2 separate regions of the Callithrix jacchus genome follow, and region 2 is linked to region 1. Evidence: chromatin contacts called from public Hi-C data. All regions are on one chromosome and are shown on one strand. Each heading gives the region's core, a stretch centred on a gene start, on an enhancer-like site or on the middle of the called end of the contact. The rest is flanking DNA. Distances are from core to core; before and after follow the strand shown.

Evidence for each region. Hi-C and Micro-C count contacts between places; a contact is called where the count stands out from the background.
Region 2: a contact with region 1 is called in a Hi-C map of skeletal muscle, with 10 times the contacts expected there. The contact joins two enhancer-like sites. A contact is called at or near these places in 3 of 3 Hi-C or Micro-C datasets (induced pluripotent stem cells and skeletal muscle).

Annotation. Positions count from the first base shown.
Region 1 is chr12:56,269,830-56,272,529 of calJac240_pri, reverse strand. No RefSeq gene overlaps it. Among named protein-coding and RNA genes, the nearest start is that of PLAU, 27 kb to the left of the region's middle. Within about 2 kb of position 1,264, at least 1 of the 16 cell types and tissues checked has an H3K27ac peak or open chromatin away from gene starts, as enhancers often do. A contact at or near this core is called in skeletal muscle, where this site is marked.
Region 2 is chr12:56,321,211-56,323,910 of calJac240_pri, reverse strand. No RefSeq gene overlaps it. Among named protein-coding and RNA genes, the nearest start is that of CAMK2G, 14 kb to the left of the region's middle. Within about 2 kb of position 1,355, at least 9 of the 16 cell types and tissues checked have an H3K27ac peak or open chromatin away from gene starts, as enhancers often do. A contact at or near this core is called in skeletal muscle, where this site is marked.

The DNA of each region.
Region 1 (2,700 bases), core at 15-2,514:
GGATCCTCAGCCTTCCAAGCAGCTGAGACTACAGGCATGGACCACCACACCCAGCTCATATTTGTATTTTTTTGTGGAGATGGTGTCTCATTTTGTTGCCCAGGTTGGTCACAAACTCCCGAGCTCAAGTGATCCTCCTGCTTCAGCCTCCCTAAATGCTGGGGTTTCAGGTGTGAGCCACCATGACTGGCTTTCTTTTACTCACTTATTTTTTATTTGGAGGTGGGCGATCACAGCTTTGACTTGCTAAGTGTAAACATTTGAGATATACCACACTTCCAGTAACTTTGTTTTGGCACTAAAATTCTATATCTCTATTTATATCTATATCTATATATCTGGAGCTTTAAAAGGGAAGTAGTAAACATTTTAAAAAATAAAATGGGCCAGGCATGGTTGTTCACACCTATAATCCCAACATTTTGGGAGACCAAGGCGGGCAGATCACCTGAGGTCAGGATCAACGCAGTTAAACCTTGTCTACTAAAAATACAAAAAAAATTAGCCGGGAATGGTGGCATGTGCCTGTAATCCCAACTACTCGGGAGGCTAAGGCAGGAGACTCGCTTGAACCCAGGAGCCGAGATCACGCCACTGCAGCTTGGGTGACAGAGACTCCCTCTCTAAATAATAAATAAATAAAATAATAAAACGGGGACCGGGTGCGGTGAGTCACGCCTGTAATCCCAGCACTTTGGGAGGCCAAGGCGGGAAGAGAGCTTGAGCCCAGCAGTTCAAGACCAGCCTGGGCAAAAAAGTGAGACTTCATCTCTACAAAAAATACAAAATAAAAATAAATTAAAATAAAACGGAAAAGAGTCTGGCTCAGTTTTCACCTTTGAGAAGGGTAAGGAGAGCCCCAAGCCGAAGCCTGAGAGCTCCTGTCCCTGCTGGGCACTTAGGAACGAGCGTCAAAGACCAGGCTTGGCCCGTGGGAGCCTTGCTCCTGCAGCCCCCAATGCAGATGGCTTCATCTGCATTGCTCTGGCGGCCCCTGCTGGGCTGGCGGTGAAAAGCGACCCGAGATGGGGCGATGCCCCGAGCTCAGGCTGGGGAAGAAGGGACTGTGTGGGATGTCCTGGTGGGCAGCACGAGGACGTGGGGGTGGAGGGGACTCAAAGAAGACAAGCTCTGTTTACCTCATTCTTGTTTATGCCACGCTGGGGGCTAAGGGATTGTTGTGAAAGTGCTGCTGAGGAAGGGGGCAAACCCAGGTATGAGGTCAAGAGGGCTGAGCCCATGGAGGGAAATGTCAGATTGTTGGGTGGGAATTCATGACCCATTTCTTCTCTTCTGCTTCCCATCTCCATGTGGTGACCATAAAGGGCCTGGCCTCTCTGAGCAGGGCAGCCATCCTCCTCTGTGCAGCTGGTTGGGTCATGAACTCTCAGATTCAGAAAGAGGGAGCAGGATTTCTCGCTGAGACCTCCTGGCCAAAGTTCTCTGACCCGCATTTACTGAAAAACCTTGTTCTGAGGGCATGCAGGAGCCTCAATCAACCATTTAATAAAAATGCTTCCTCGCCATCCTCGTGGTCTTTATCCCTGAGGGGTGGAAGATAGGATTCAGGGCCCCAAACCTTCCCCTGAGCATACTGGTGACCCAGTGGGTCCTAGTGAGTATTTGAGATAAAAATAGCTTATGGGAGCCCGTGGCTTAGTGCAGCTGCCATGGCTAGTGCCTTGACCAAAGCTGGTATCAGGTTATTGGGAAAATAGAGCCTTTTGGGTCTGGCAAAGACTCACTTCAAATAGAGATTTCAGTCGCTGTGAATCAAGCAGTTTATGTCACCACAGCTTGCTGGCGCCCCTTCACCCATTCTCATCCAATATTGCAAATGGAAACTTTAAACTGTGGAAAGAGCAGCTTATTTGTATATGACTACTTTTTTTTTTTTTATTCTTCTTTTGAGACAGGGTCTTCCTCTGTCACCCAGTCTAGAGTGTAGTGGCGCCATCTCGGCTCACTACAATCTCTGCCTCCCGGGCTCAGGTGATCCTCCCACCTCAGTCTTCCGAATAACTGGGATTACAGGTGTGTGTCACCACGCCTGGCTATTATTTGGTATTTTTACCAGAGATGGGGTTTCGCCATGTTGCCCAGGCCTGGTCTTGAACTCCTGGGTTCAAGTGATCTGCCCACCTCAGGTCCCCAAAGTGCTGGGATTTTAGGCTTGAGCCACCACACCCATCCATGGCCATTTCTTTATATATGGTTCTTCATATTTGTGTGTGAAGTTTTGAGTCCTTAGGTCACTAGTGGCCGTTACTTCTCTAGATTTTGTCAGCTTTCTCTTGTTTTATACGTAACCCAGAGCCTATTAATAGGGAACCATGGCCAAGCTAAGCCCTTAGGCTCATGAAGTAGATTCAGAGGTTTCTGAGTCCCACCCACCTCCACTCTCAGGCCCAGCATTGCCCTGGCAGGTTGACTGCACAGACCCTTGCCATGGCTGTGGATTCAACCATCCAGAGGGTGGTCAGTTTTATCAGTGGACCATAAAGAGGAATATCTGATTTGTAGTAATTGAAAAAGCCCATTTCCAGAGCAGTCCATGTCTGGCAATCAGGTTTGCTTCCACTCAGGGAGAAACTAGATTGTTTTGAAATATGAATTTTAGTCTTGCAAATTGAAGAGTAGTGGAAAATGAAAGGTAACTAAAGGACACATATTTTAATATTTTATTGTAAAACAGGCATA
Region 2 (2,700 bases), core at 106-2,605, 51 kb before region 1:
GAGGCAGGAGAATCGCTTGAACCTGGGAGGCAGAAGCTGCAGTGAGCTGAGATTGCACCACTGCACTCCAGCCTGGGCAACAGAGCCAGACTCTGTTTCAAAGAACAACAACAAACAAAAAAATAAATAAATAAATTTCTTATGTTGAACATAGATTGCTTTAATAACAATAACAATAATGCCATATTTTTTCCCTACCATCTCCTTTTAATCATCACAACGCTACAGGGTAAGTTTTAGTATTCTCATTTTATAGATGAGAAAACTGAGGCAGAGAGATTGCACTGATTCTCTGAACTCACCCCTTAAAATGGTTGGCACCTAAATATGGGCTTGCTGTTTGCGTTCTTAAAACTTTGGTTTTGACTTCTCATTTAGATCATAGGTTTCTTAAAGACAGAGCCCTTGTCTTCTGCTTGTATCTCCTTGTCTTCCCTCCTCATAGCTTGTGGCCAAGCACTAAGTACGGTAGTGAGTGCTTTTGAATGGGTTTGTCCGTTGGATGGATCCTGTTGTCCTAGTATGGGCCACTTATGTTGCTGGTGGTGCCATCTTGAATGCTTTCCACTTTGGGCCCAAGGATGGAGAACCTGGAGACAGAGCGAGCCACAGAGGTGAGGAGGCTGGGCCTCCACCCCAAACGGGCAGTGATTCTGCTTGTCCACTAGAGGCCGCCTTAAACCCAGTTTTAAAGAGCCAGAGCACTACCAGATTACTCAGCCCACCCCACCCCAGGAGTCATTTTCAACGCCAAGTCTGTCTAAGAACCCAAGGCCCCACAGTCCATTGGTGCTTGCAGCTTTGGTTTCTTCCAACAGATCACTACATCTTGGAGATGGAATGAGCTCCGGAATAAAAGTTGCTGATGCCAGCTAGATAACAGGAGTGTTTTGGCAGGCTCCAGGTGCCCCTCAATGAGCCAAATCAACAAATGTATATGGGGCACCCAACTGAGCACCTTCTGTGTATTATGGAGCATGCTCTACTCTGGGACTAGCTTGGTGAACAAGACCTCCCTTCTTACCCTCCCAGCTCTTATGATCTAATGAGGTACACAAACCTAAAATCAATGCATTATGTGATAAACTGCTGACATGATTTCTGTTCCAGGGTTAGTTCTCTCTACGTCTCATTTCACTGTGAATTATCCCATGGGACAAGGGACTTGCTTTAGGGCAAGGAAGTCAGGCCAGAATCAGAGAAAGGAAAATGGCCCACATTTGGAGAATCACTGCAGAACCCCTCCTTTCTGGAGGTAGAAGGATCTCCAGTGTCTTCTGGTGGACCTGAAGGCATCTGGTGTTGGAGTGGGTGCTGGGGAAAAGGAAGTACAGGCCACCTGGACACAGCCTGCCTGCTCTTCGTTCTCCAGGTGGCCTGGGAGCTTTGCTTGGGAAGGGAAGCAGATTCCCCAGACTTTGGGTTGTGACCCTCCTGCTTGCTTTCTCACTGATTTCTCTTTGCCTTTTTTTTCTTTCTTGCTTCCTTTTTCTCAGATTATCTCAGTCAACATGTTTGTCAGATGAATGTGATATTTAGGGCACTCCTTTTCACCCGGAAGCCTGAGGTCAAGGAAGTCACGACAGAGTTGGGGAGATAAGATACAGAGGGATAGAGACAGACTCCCACACAGTGCAGCATTTTTGTAAGTGCAAGTTGTGGCCGCCCATGGCCATTGCTAGGGATAGATCCCTGGGGTCTGAGGGGGTCTAGGAATGCTTCCTTCCTGGAGGAGCTCAGTCTTCCCAGTGGTGGGTTGCTATGTGTAGGTGTTTTCAGAAAAGACAGAGAAGGGTGAAACATGCCCCCCGCCGACGCAGTTGTTCATTCCAGTGTGCCTGGACAAGGGTCTCAGAGGCCCCAGCGCTCCACATTCCTGAGAAGCAGCTTCTGAGTCAGAGCCCCAGAAACAGCTGAGGCGGCTTCAGGCTGGAGTCTTGGCTCTGTTTTCCTCCATTCTGTCCAAATGCAACTCCCTCCGTAGCTATTTGGATGTGACCAGAAACCCAAGCAGGGCCCTGGGGTGGGAGCCTGGCTCAGCCAAAGTCTCTAAAATGGATTTGTTCCCTGCATTCCCTCCAGGGCTGCAGCCATCAGGTAAAGGTGGGTGCCCAGTGACACTTGTGCCAGAAAACCCAAGGGGCACAGGAGACTCACCCTGTGCTTTCAAGTTGCAGCCCCCAATGCAGCTATTGTTGGATTGCCTCTGGGAAGGGGGTCGTAATTAGGATTTGGCTTAAGTTAAGACAGCAGCATTCCCTGGGCAATCTGCCAGCGCCTCCTCACTGCCTGGGCGTGGGGCCCAGGACATGCCAGGGCAATGCCAGGGAGCTGACTCAGGGGGCAGCATGAAGGGAACAGAAAAACCCTTCCCACCCACCAGCCAAGAGAGGAGATGAAGCTGCCTGGGGGCCTGCTGTGATGTCCCTGCACACCCAGATCACCAGCAGACTCTGCGTATGGGGCCACTCCTCAGGCCACAAAGCCATGAAGCCCCATATTTCCCAGGGCCATCAGCAGAAAGCCAGGGCTCCCCCTTCATTCTCTGAGTTCCCTTCTTCCTACAGTGACCTCTAGTTGTGCAGGTCTAGGTTCCCCAAACCCCCTTCTACAATTAGTGCAGGTCCTGCCATTGCCACTTTCTTGACTGTGACCTTGGGCAAGTCACTTACTTGGATGAGATTTAGATTCCTTATATTT